Regions from separate parts of the Zea mays genome. Here region 2 is linked to region 1. The links are chromatin contacts, called in public ChIA-PET maps. All regions are on one chromosome and are shown on one strand. The core of a region is the stretch at or near the end of the contact, and the rest is flanking DNA. Distances in the headings are between cores, read along the strand shown. Region 1 holds the start of LOC100283139 (blue copper protein). Region 2 holds the start of LOC100276553.

Region 1 (5,278 bases), core at 1,241-3,740:
CTTAAAAATCCCTATTTCAGGGCAGAGGGAGTAACTCACAAACCAGGCTTTGCAGTTTCTGATATGTAACTAAGTAAAGCAGAACACCTGCAAATTGTCATACAAATACTGTATCAAATGAGTAATCAGCTTGCGTATCTAATCTGTATTTGTGATGCCACACATATTTTGGATTTGAGCTAATTCCTTAGAAGTAGCACACTAGGGTTTGCAGTTGTTGATATCTAAACTGTTTATAGATATATGTATGTTGTATCCATGTTGTATACAATTAATGAATTTCTAATTGACAAACCTAGTACCAGAGGCTCCCACATGAGTCGAGTTTGGTGCAGGGATAAACTGAGGCAAGTCTTTCCCCTCAAATGCATAGAGACTGCTTCGAACCCGTGAGCCGTGACCTAGTGACTTAGTGAGATAGCTCTCACCACTACACCAGGCCCACCCTTCCTATTAAAATTATAATTGGGAAATGTTTATTTGTTTTGCATACATTAGCTAGATAGTTAGATTGACACGGTGGGCATGTCAAATAAAGTTGCAATCTATAGTTCTTTTCGAGTTCGAAATATTGTGCATTGAGCCGCGCGATATTGGACCCCCACCGAAAAAAGGAGACTGATGGACACTCTTGAGCTCCATTGCAGTTTGAGTGCATAAGGCATCGATGGTTCCACACAAATAGAATTAATCCATGATAGACAAGCAGATCCCTGGTCTTTAGGTTGGAAACTGATACTTTGGTTACAAGTATCCATGTTGCCATGGATAATTTTGGAATCCATGCTTTGATTTTAGATTCAATTGGTGAACCCCACTAGTGCTGTTACTCTGCTTATTGTATTGTCGTTGCTGAACATTTTTTTCTTCATACAGGGATTGCATGTCAAGTCAAGAAGTAGTTGATTTTGTACATAAACAGCTAAAGACCGTAAGTGGAGCACACTGTTGTGTTTGATACCTTTACACTTTAAATTGTTCCCTCATGCGCCTAATAACTTAACAGGAGGATAAGATATCTAGTGTGTGTGAGAAGTTGCTCAACCGCTGTGTGGCACCTACATCTGGTGGCGAAGGATGTGATAACATGACGGTTATTGTGGTTCAATTCAAGAAACCAGCTTTAGCTGTTGCTACTTCTAGCGCTGAGCAGTCTGCTACCACTGCAGAAGGGATGCGGCCCAAGTAAGCTTTCCTTTGACTGAAGCTACTACACTAGCAGCGTTTGAAATCTCAGCGTTGTAAAATCCCAAGTTATTCTTTCAGAATTTGAGTTGCCTTTGTGAACAGCGAGGTCGATGGCCCAGATTACCCCCCGAAGTAGGCGTTGAGTGGCACACCGTGCTGTGGAGCTCTAACCGGTGGATAATAGACAAAAAAGGATAGTGAGGTGGTGTATATAAGAAAAGGGATTCTATTCGACAATCTCTTATAGGGTTTGTTGCTTCCTTCTTTCTAGTGTTCAGAGTCGTCGCAACCTGTAATACATGGCATGTTGGTGCTTAAATTGGTTTTTTTGTGAAATGCATTGATGAGTTGTCGGAAGGGTAGTTTAGCTTCTCAAGCAGATTTGCTTGCAGAAAAGTGAAAGATCCGAATGAGATGGGAGCAAAAACAAAAATACTAGAACAATGTTCAGTGAATGCATGGAATAAGGCTCCTAGCAGAAAGCAGCCACTGCAGCTGCGGCGACTGCGAGCGTCGCCAGCCACGCGGCGCTCCTGGTCCCGAGCGCCGCCGCGGCGGCCTCTTCCTGTGCGCCGGTGTCCGCATGGCTGCTGGAGCCCTTGGAGGTAGCGTTGTGCGGGAGCGGGTGGACAGTGATGGCGACCTTCATGCCTTGCAGGCAGAAGCCGTTGCCGCAGACAAAGTAGTAGCGGCGGGCGGCGGGGAGTGGGATGAAGTCCTTGCCGGAGGTCCAGTTGCCGGCGACCCCAGCCATGGTGCAATTGTCGTACCCCGTCTCGTTCACCTCGAACACGTTATGCGTCCCCTTCTGATACCGGAACGCTGCACAGCAACATTGCGGTGTTAGCAGCAATCAGGGCTCCAACGGGAGCCTCACCTCGCTATGAAATGAAATGGATCTAATACGGCAGCCAGAAGGGCCTAGAATTTCTTGTTTGGATGAGGAGGGCCTTACAGATGAGGTCGCCGACGTAGAAGGTCTGGTTGCCGGACCAGAGGGAGTAGTTGATGTTGGGGTTCCACCCATGGTTGGCCCCAACGATGTGGTCCGTGCCGGCGGAGGGACCAAGCGCGAAGCCGGCAAGCACCGCGGCGACAAGGAGCCACGACATTGCGGCTGCGGTGCGAGCACCACGTTGGGGAGACGGCCGTGGTTATGTGAGCAGAAGAGCGAAGAGGAGGCAGAGAGCAAGTGAACTGCGGCGGAAGTGCTGTCGTACAGTCAGTGGGCGGACCGGCGTAGCCGCGTAGGAAAGGAGACAGGACACAGGAGCCCGGCAGCAGCACCAATTATATCGCTAGTGTCAGCCCCGAGCCCGACTCGAGTATGGTTTTGCTGCGGAGTGTGGGTGTGGCCCGCTTTTTTTGTTGGGGCACCACGGATTTCAGCAGATTTGGCGGGAATTGAGCCCTTTATACGCGCCATGACTGGTTCCCTGGCGAGTGGCTAGGCCCCTGAGAGTCAGTTCGAACGTGACGGACTGCTGCAAACAGCAATGCAGCAGGCATCTGCCGAGCCTGAGAGAAGCAACTTCCCAGGTTTCTCCATCCCATGGCACCCTTTCATTTCATTTCCCCATGTACACCAATGGCGAAATCAGGTTGGGAAATTTGATGATTAATTATGGCTGATTTGGTGATCAAAGAATTAGAGAAAATCCATGAGAGAAGAATCTCCTTGCTAAGAGCTAGTTTAGTAATCTCATTTTTAAGCGATTTTCAATTTTCTAAGAGAAATGAATTAATTTCTACTGGAAAAAATTGAAATCACTTGCAAAAAAATGGGGTTGAGAACTCCATTCTGGGATTTTTATTTCCCAAAAAAACAAACTAATTTAGTTTGAGAAAATAGAAATCACTATTCCTAAGCAAGGAGATTTCTCCCATATAGATGTCCTCCAATTCTCTGATCATCAAACCAAACCAACTCTTACTGCCTAATACCTCAAGCAGGCATAGTGACTTAATGATAACACTCAACTTTTAAAATGCCAGCATTCGATTCACAGCACAACAAATGAGCATTGCTGGAACAAAGATTTTTGCAAGTCAAAGCGCCAGCTCTGATCTCTAAGGAACTGAGGTTACATTCTTGCCAATTGCTATTGAATTGGAATTTACTTAATAATATAGGTCATTTAGTTTAGAATTTGGCATTCTACCACTTTCCAAAGTTTAGAGATAAATCTAGGGAGATTGATTTTATGTATCACTAATCTACATTTTTTTACTCGGTAACTTACAACTCGGCTCACTCCTCTATAGTATAACTGAAGTACATAAATATTTATCCCATGTGACCAACAATAATATACAAATATATTCTGCATAAAACCATATTAGCTTAATTAATCTATATCTAAATTTACTATTCAATTCCAGGATCCAAACGGTGGATTTCATACTGGTCTTGGAGCCCTACAGTAATTCACCGGTACAAGCATATACCTGTCACAATGAATTTAATTTATATAGAGCCCCACAAAAAAATTTGTCACAAGGTACAGCCTCATCATAATGTGTTTACCCTTATATTTTTCAGTTCCAAATCACTAAAGTGTATAACCTGACAATAACAAAACATAAACCATCTGTAAACTAAATCCTAAACAGTAAAATTTTCCTGAAAACCTTCAAAAAAAGGAGGGGGGGTAATTCCCCAATCCACATTAATCATACAATTATCTTGACTCCATTGAAACATGTGCTGTTCTGTCATCTTGGCACCTAATCGATCTTCACTGAAGAGTAAATCAACCTAGTGAACCAGAAGCAGGCGCAGAAACCAATTGTGCCAGTCAGCACGAAGAAGGCATATGAGGCGAGAAGCATGTAGCCGAAGTACAAGATGCCAGACACCAGCTTAGTGATCTGCAGTTTCGTGAAGAAGTAGAAACCAGCGTACAGGAAGAGATACAGGGCGGAGGATCCTGAGGTAAGGTAAGACCTCCACCACCACATGTAGTCCTCACTGCAGAGCTGGAAATAGCAGAGCACGATTGTGATCTCGGCGCAGGTGATGATCAGGATCACAAACACAAGGAAGAGGAAGCCAAATATGTAGTAGAACTGGTGCAGCCAGATGGAGGTGAGGATGAAGAAGAGTTCAATGAAAACTGCTCCAAATGGAAGGACACCGCCAATCAGAATGGTGAAAAGCGGATTCATGTACCAAGCCTGCTCAGGGATCTGACGTGGAATCTTGTTTGTCTTGACTGGAGGTTCCATGGCAGGTTTCTTGAACCCAAGATAACTCCCAACGAAGACAAGGGGTACTGAGATGCCAAACCAAAGGAGGACCAAGGCAAACATTGTGGTGAAAGGAACAGCACCAGATGACTTCTCCCCCCATATAAGAGCATTCAAGATGAAGAAAATAACAAATGCAACCCCTGGAAATAGGAAAGCCGTTTGCAGGGTTATCTTCTTCCACTCTGAACCTTTGAACATCTTGTAAAGGCGGGAAGAAGAGTAGCCAGCAAGCAGACCCATCAAAACCCAGACTAGAAGCATTGCAGTCATGAGTCCTCCCCGGTTTGATGGAGAAAGGAAACCCAACACAGCAAAGATCATTGTAACTACGAGCATGCCAAAGAATTGGACGCCAGTGCCAACATAAACACAGAGCAAGTCAGAGTAGGTTGGAGGACGGAACACATCCCCATGAACAAGCTTCCAGCCTGTTTCCTCTTGTGCTTCTTCTTGAGTTTCAAGCTGATTGTATCTAGAAATGTCTCTGTAGAGAGTGCGAAGCATTATCATGGCAACCATGCCTGATAGGAAAAGCACGATCATGAGAGAGTTCACAATAGAAAACCAGTGAATCTGATCATCGGTCATCAACAGGTAGGTGTCCCAGCGTGACGCCCACTTGATCTCACTCTCCTGAAAATTAGTGGAAGTTCCATTAAAATCATGACAAAAGAAACATTCAAAGAGTACACTAGCAGCTAAACAAAGTTAAAATAAGCAATTCTTAATCCCAGTCTTGTACCTCAAAGCGAACATCATATGTGAATATGATTTCCTTGCCAACTTCAACTTCCTGAGGAGAATCAGAGTTTATTACAAATTTGCTCGCATGAGGATC
Region 2 (5,278 bases), core at 966-3,465, 210 kb after region 1:
CTGTCGAACCGGCTGGACATGCGTGACACATCAACTCGGAGTGCGTCCGCAGCTGACTGGGCCGTGACCACCGAGTGCTCGACGAAAGGCCTCCATGACTCAAGCACTGCGACACGCTTGGAAAGCGCGCCATCCACCTCGTCGATTCGTTCCAATGTTCTGGACTGGAACTCGGCTGCCTTCGTGTCGAACTGCATCGACAACGACTTGGACAACTCTGCATGGGCAACATCCTTCTCCTGAAGCTGCCTGGTCAGGATGCTGATGGATGTAGAATTGCGAGCGACTGAGCGTTCGAGCGCTTCCCAGTGACGATCCTGGGCATCCAGACGGTCGCAGATTTGTTGCAGCAACTGGGCTTGTGTCGCCATGGTCTTTGCCTGAGCATCCAACGCATCTGCTACGACCGAATCGGCCACACCCGTCATCAGAACTCGTGGCGCAGAGACTCCCCGCAGGATCAACAAAGTCTGATACCAATTGTTACAGACCTATTGCTACTACAGCTATCTAGAAGAAGAGAGAAAGATGCGAGGTAGAAGAAAGAGAGACGGGTATGATGTTCTTCTGTTATTTCTTAATCTCCTCTGTTACAGCCAAGCATGCTTTATATTTGCTATTAATTGCTGTTACCAATCATGGGCCTCTAACTGGACCAGACATCTTCAGGATACCGCGTATTGGGTTTACGTACACGCCGGCCCAATTCCGCAGCCTGCTTTCCCTTCTGAGCCTCACCTTCTTTGGTCTGAATACTGACATGGCGGTAGCGCCGGGCAGCAGTGGTGTTGATCGTGGCGGGCGCGATTTCGAGTATGGATCACGGCGAGATGCAGTGAGCTGTGTGTCCCAGCAGTTTACTCGTTCGTTTCCTGACGTTTGTGTGGTTGGTCTACAGGAAACTGGGGGCTGTGGAGAGGGAAGCGCTGACCAAGTTCTTGACGGACAGGGAGGTGGAAGACGAGCTCGCCGGATTCTTGCACTACTACGTGGCAAACAAGCAAGGAGAAGATGGAACTGCTCCGGTGGTTGAAGAGTGAAGATGAAACCATTTCAGTAGAATAAGAAGCCACACAGCAGGTAATATGGGTGATTCCAATACAAATGAGTTCTAAGTTAAAGGCCATATTGTTGGGTGGGTCGATGATGATGAGCTAGCAGTGACGCCTAAGAAAAATGAAAAGCCAAGTGCAAGTACCTTTGTTGGTTAAGTTTATACCTACAGTTGCAGCTCCTATTCTGTAAAATTGAAGCTTGCTTTTGGGTTTTAACCTATCTAGTGTCTGTAGTTTGATTTCTGAAAGAAAAACGGAATACATGTGGTCCAACAAGACTGTCAAATGAATAGAGCAATTTGCCGATGGTCTACCTGTGTAATTTCAGTAGGTTACTTCTGTTAACTTTTTTTTGGACCGGGATACTGCTGTTAAATTGATGTAGCCAACTTGTGCCAACCCACAACGAAATAAGTTTCTGTGTTGCCTCTTCTCTGGGAAATTTTTTAATTTTTCATAACTGGATTGAGGGATTTGGTGCAAATATGCACCTGATAACATGTTTTCTATTACTATTCTGTATTCTGTATCTATCCACAACAAGTCATACTAATCATTAATTGGCGCGCCCAAATCTATGAACTCTCTCTCGACTTGTAGACGCCCTGCCCATGTAACCACGGTTACTCCCTGAACTATGAACGAATCTAACGGCTGATGGTCTGTTTAGATAGCTCAGCGCTCTTGGAAATTGATGATCTGAATATCCTACTGCATTATCAAATTATCATTTCTTCATGATAATATTGCTGTCAGCGGTGTATCTTTTAAATTCTCCCCCGTTGGTTTTTTTTTTTTTGCAATGCCAAATATGTTCATTTTGGATTTCCATGGAGTTGCTACGTGCGTGCTAGAGTAGTTTGCTCTTGTAAATTTGGACTTCCAGTGTCAAAAGGGCCTGCAACGGTTGGAGTAAGCGGGGCGAGGGTTCAGATTTGAGAAGAGCCTCAGCCCTCTCAGCACATGAACGTCAATCCAAAAGTCGCATATGCAAGGGGAAGCTGCCAGTGCCAGCCGGACAGGCATGAGGGTGTGTGCTTACGACCTCACTGCCAAGCGGGGCCCACCTGCAGATCCAACCCTCCCCGCAACGGCTAGTTCCGGCCCCCGCAGCCGTTGGGACAAAAGGCAAACAAAACCAGAGTCCAGAGGGAGCGGAGCTCTCCCACCAAACCACCGTTCTAAACGCTCCCCTAGTCCCCTGCTCAGCTTCTCCAGAGATCGCCAAAGAAGCAGCATCGGCAGTAAGCTCTGCGGCGATGGGGTACACGTACACTCCGACATACTACTCGGGCCTGCAGGACACCATCGCGTCGCTCTGCAAGTCCATCCTGCCCTCCTTCCGCGTGGGCCGGCGGCTCACCGCCGACCAGGCCGCCGCGCGGCGCCACGCCGAGCAGCTCAAGTGGCAGCAGGAGTCCTTCCACCGCATCCTCCACCTCGCCGCGCTCCACCGCGAGGGCATCGCTCCGGCCTCCGACGTTGCCGCCTTCCGCGGAACCATGCTCGCGGCGCTCGTCGCGCCGCCGCAGCACCTCGAGCAGCCCGCTGTGCTCCGGGACAAGCTCCTCTTCCTCCAGGAGCTCCTCTACGCCAAGTGCGTCTCCGCGGCGGAGTACAACGCGTCCAAGGCGCCCCTCGTGCAGCGGCTCGCCGCGTTCGGCGTCATCGTCGACTGCCCCGACGCGGAGGTCTCGGCCGAGGAGTGGTCGGAGATCGACCTCCGTGACCCGCCTCCTCCCGCCACTGCGGCGGCCTCCGACAAGCCGAAGCACAAGGCCTTCGTCACGCCATGGAAGAGCAGATCCAAGAAGGACCAGGACGTGAACAGCAGCGCATCAAGGCCGCCGCTGGCCCCTGTGGACCATAACAACGCCACCAACGCGCCAGTCTTCATGACCGAGAGCTCGCCGTCGGAAACGGTTCCCTCCGGGAAGGCCGAGAAAGGGAAGAGGAGGCATCTGGCAGGGATGTTCCACAGCGGCGGCAGTGGCACCGAGAACAAGGAGCCTGCGGGGGAGGAAGGGGTCGTCGAGAAAGAGACGGTGAGAGGTAAGAAGAAGAGCTCGTGGGGGTTCGATGGCATCAAGAAGTGGACGAAAGCCGGTGCCTGTAACAGTGGCGAGGCGGCAGCCACCGGTGAGCAGCCGCAGCATGTTCCTCCGCGCTCATCTTACAGCGAGTGCCAGCTGGAGGCGAGCCCCATGGCTGCTTCTGGACCGGATGCCAAGAGGGCCAAGACGAGGCTGCACTCGGACACGGACAATGACTCTGCTTCCGAGCTGCTGCGTGACAAGGTACTGTCTGTGTATTGCTGATTCCTCTTACCCTGTATAAGTTTGCTTTAAGGAGTAGCAGTGATGAAGTTACAATATGCATCTGGAATCACTGAAGGTTCTGGTGGAGAACACAAAGAAAGAGCTCTCAAGGATTCAGGCTGAGCTATCATCTACAAATCGGAACTTGAACTTCTCGTAAGTTGTAATCCACTCTGTTCTCGGACAACGTATTTTCTTTCGACCATCTTCAGTTGTTCAGAGATGGCTCTTGGCTTTGTAGGAATCAGCAGATGGAGGCCATCTCAACAAAGCTTCCGGTGGACAAGTCTGACCTCAAGTCCTACTTCCCAAAGTAGATCACTGGGCCATCTACCATCCAAATTAGGCACATGATTTCTCATAACTGAGATGGTGTCAATTTTTTTTTGCAGGGCATGGTGTGATCAGCACGGGGATGGCGTGATCACCGCGGCTAAGGAAGGGTTCAAGCAGCACGTCGAAGAGATGGAGAAGCAGAGGGACATCACTGGCAGTGAGGGCTGGGCTACCTTTGAGGACATCGACCTTGATGACAACTTCAACCCGAGGGCCTTCTCTCGCCACCAGCCGGACTCTGCGGTGAAAGGCAAGAAAGTCAATGAAAGCCTCACCAGCAGTTTCACAAACCCATTCTACAGCGAGAAGAACCCGTTCTTGAACACAAACTACAACTGAATGATGTTGAACTCTTTTGCGTTGGGATGTATCAGTCCGTTTATATTTTTGTTACTGGTATAATGTTGTTATTGTACTTAGGGTTCAATTGTTACATTGGATCAGGGTTGTTGTTTATGACGTAAGAAGTTGTATGGTTGGAGATTACTTGATCATTCTTGATATCTACTAATATTGAAATCATTTAGGTGTCTAGTTGAGTTTCGATAAGAGTCCAAACATTGAGATTGGCCTAGGGCCCGGCTCTGCCTACAGCGTCCGTGTAAACTTAACGCCATAGGAACAGACGCCGACTCCGATAATATAGTCCCACCAATAACGTAAACATGAAATTTTGTATAAAAAAACTAAAAATGTCAGCAATATGTTACATAAAACTAAAAAATTACAATGAACGCTGTACTAAATCGATGCATACAAAATCATTGTTTGCAGTTTGCTGATGTGCTAGAGACAAATTTATCTTCTATGCAATCCGCGTCAACACGAGGCAGGCAGCGGTCATGCGACGTCACTAAGCAGGTCCCGGTAGCTGACACGTGGGCCCCGGTTCCGTGGCGCTGTGGCCCACGGCGACGGTAACCACACCACACGCTCTCGGCTTCGTGCTGTCCTCTCGGCCGCGCAAATCTATAGAAAGCTGTGTAAAAATCTCTAGAGTGAGTTCACAGCCCAACAATTGCGCACACTTTTTCGTGGCCGCTCTGCTCTCCAGAATTCTAAACATCACGCGTCTACGCCCCTTGCAGCCTTGCTCGCAGTTCGCTCCACGACATGGCGGCCTCGGTGCTGCAGGCCGAGCGCCACCTGCTCCTGCTCGGCAGCGGCCGCAACCGTCCCCTCCTCCGCATGCTCCCGCCACGCGTGCTCTTCCCGCACCGGCGCCGCAGCTGGCCCCGGGCCGTGAGGGTGTCACCCGGCGACGGCGAGGGCGCGGGAGGGTTCGCGAGCGCCGTGGAGAAGCGCTCGATACCGGGGATAGTTGAGGAGGAAGGGTATGGAGCGAGGGGAGAGGAGTTGGAAGGGGACGTGGCCGGGGCTTTGGAGCAGAGGTGGCCTCCGTGGGATGGGTTGGCCGAGCGGTACAAGCTCATCGGCGCCACCTCCCTCGCCTTCGTCATCTGCAACATGGACAAGGTGACCCATCCTGTTTGTCTCTATCACGTGGACGGTTCCGTCCTGGGCACTTGGCACGGGATGACAGGCTGGCAGGCGGCTAATTGCACTGTT

What was found. ChIA-PET counts read pairs in DNA pulled down with a chosen protein or histone mark.
Region 2: a contact with region 1 is called in an RNA polymerase II ChIA-PET map of seedling, with 5 times the contacts expected there. The contact joins the promoter of LOC100276553 here to the promoter of LOC100283139 in region 1. A contact is called at or near these places in 12 of 25 Hi-C or Micro-C datasets (bundle sheath, ear, endosperm and 5 more) and 2 of 3 datasets of contacts at active chromatin or transcription factors (leaf and seedling).

Annotation. Positions count from the first base shown.
Region 1 is chr7:151,902,737-151,908,014 of Zm-B73-REFERENCE-NAM-5.0, forward strand. It overlaps LOC100283139 (blue copper protein), which reads right to left and starts at 2,491. Exons shown (of 2, transcript NM_001156041.2): 1 at 2,144-2,491; 2 at 1,416-2,010. The coding sequence starts at 2,300. The coding sequence ends at 1,661. LOC100382283 (putative protein phosphatase 2C 21) reads left to right here. Exons shown (of 11, transcript NM_001175033.1): 10 at 877-931; 11 at 1,024-1,521. The coding sequence ends at 1,032. LOC100285422 (transmembrane 9 superfamily protein member 4) reads right to left here. Exons shown (of 7, transcript NM_001158315.2): 6 at 5,183-5,278; 7 at 3,635-5,073. The coding sequence ends at 3,916.
Region 2 is chr7:152,116,232-152,121,509 of Zm-B73-REFERENCE-NAM-5.0, forward strand. It overlaps LOC100276553, which reads left to right and starts at 2,216. Exons shown (of 5, transcript NM_001150314.2): 1 at 2,216-3,352; 2 at 3,450-3,529; 3 at 3,615-3,686; 4 at 3,766-4,046; 5 at 4,049-4,222. The coding sequence starts at 2,315. The coding sequence ends at 4,046. It overlaps LOC103633127 (probable anion transporter 5, chloroplastic), which reads left to right and starts at 4,447. Exons shown (of 15, transcript XM_008654806.4): 1 at 4,447-5,185. The coding sequence starts at 4,823.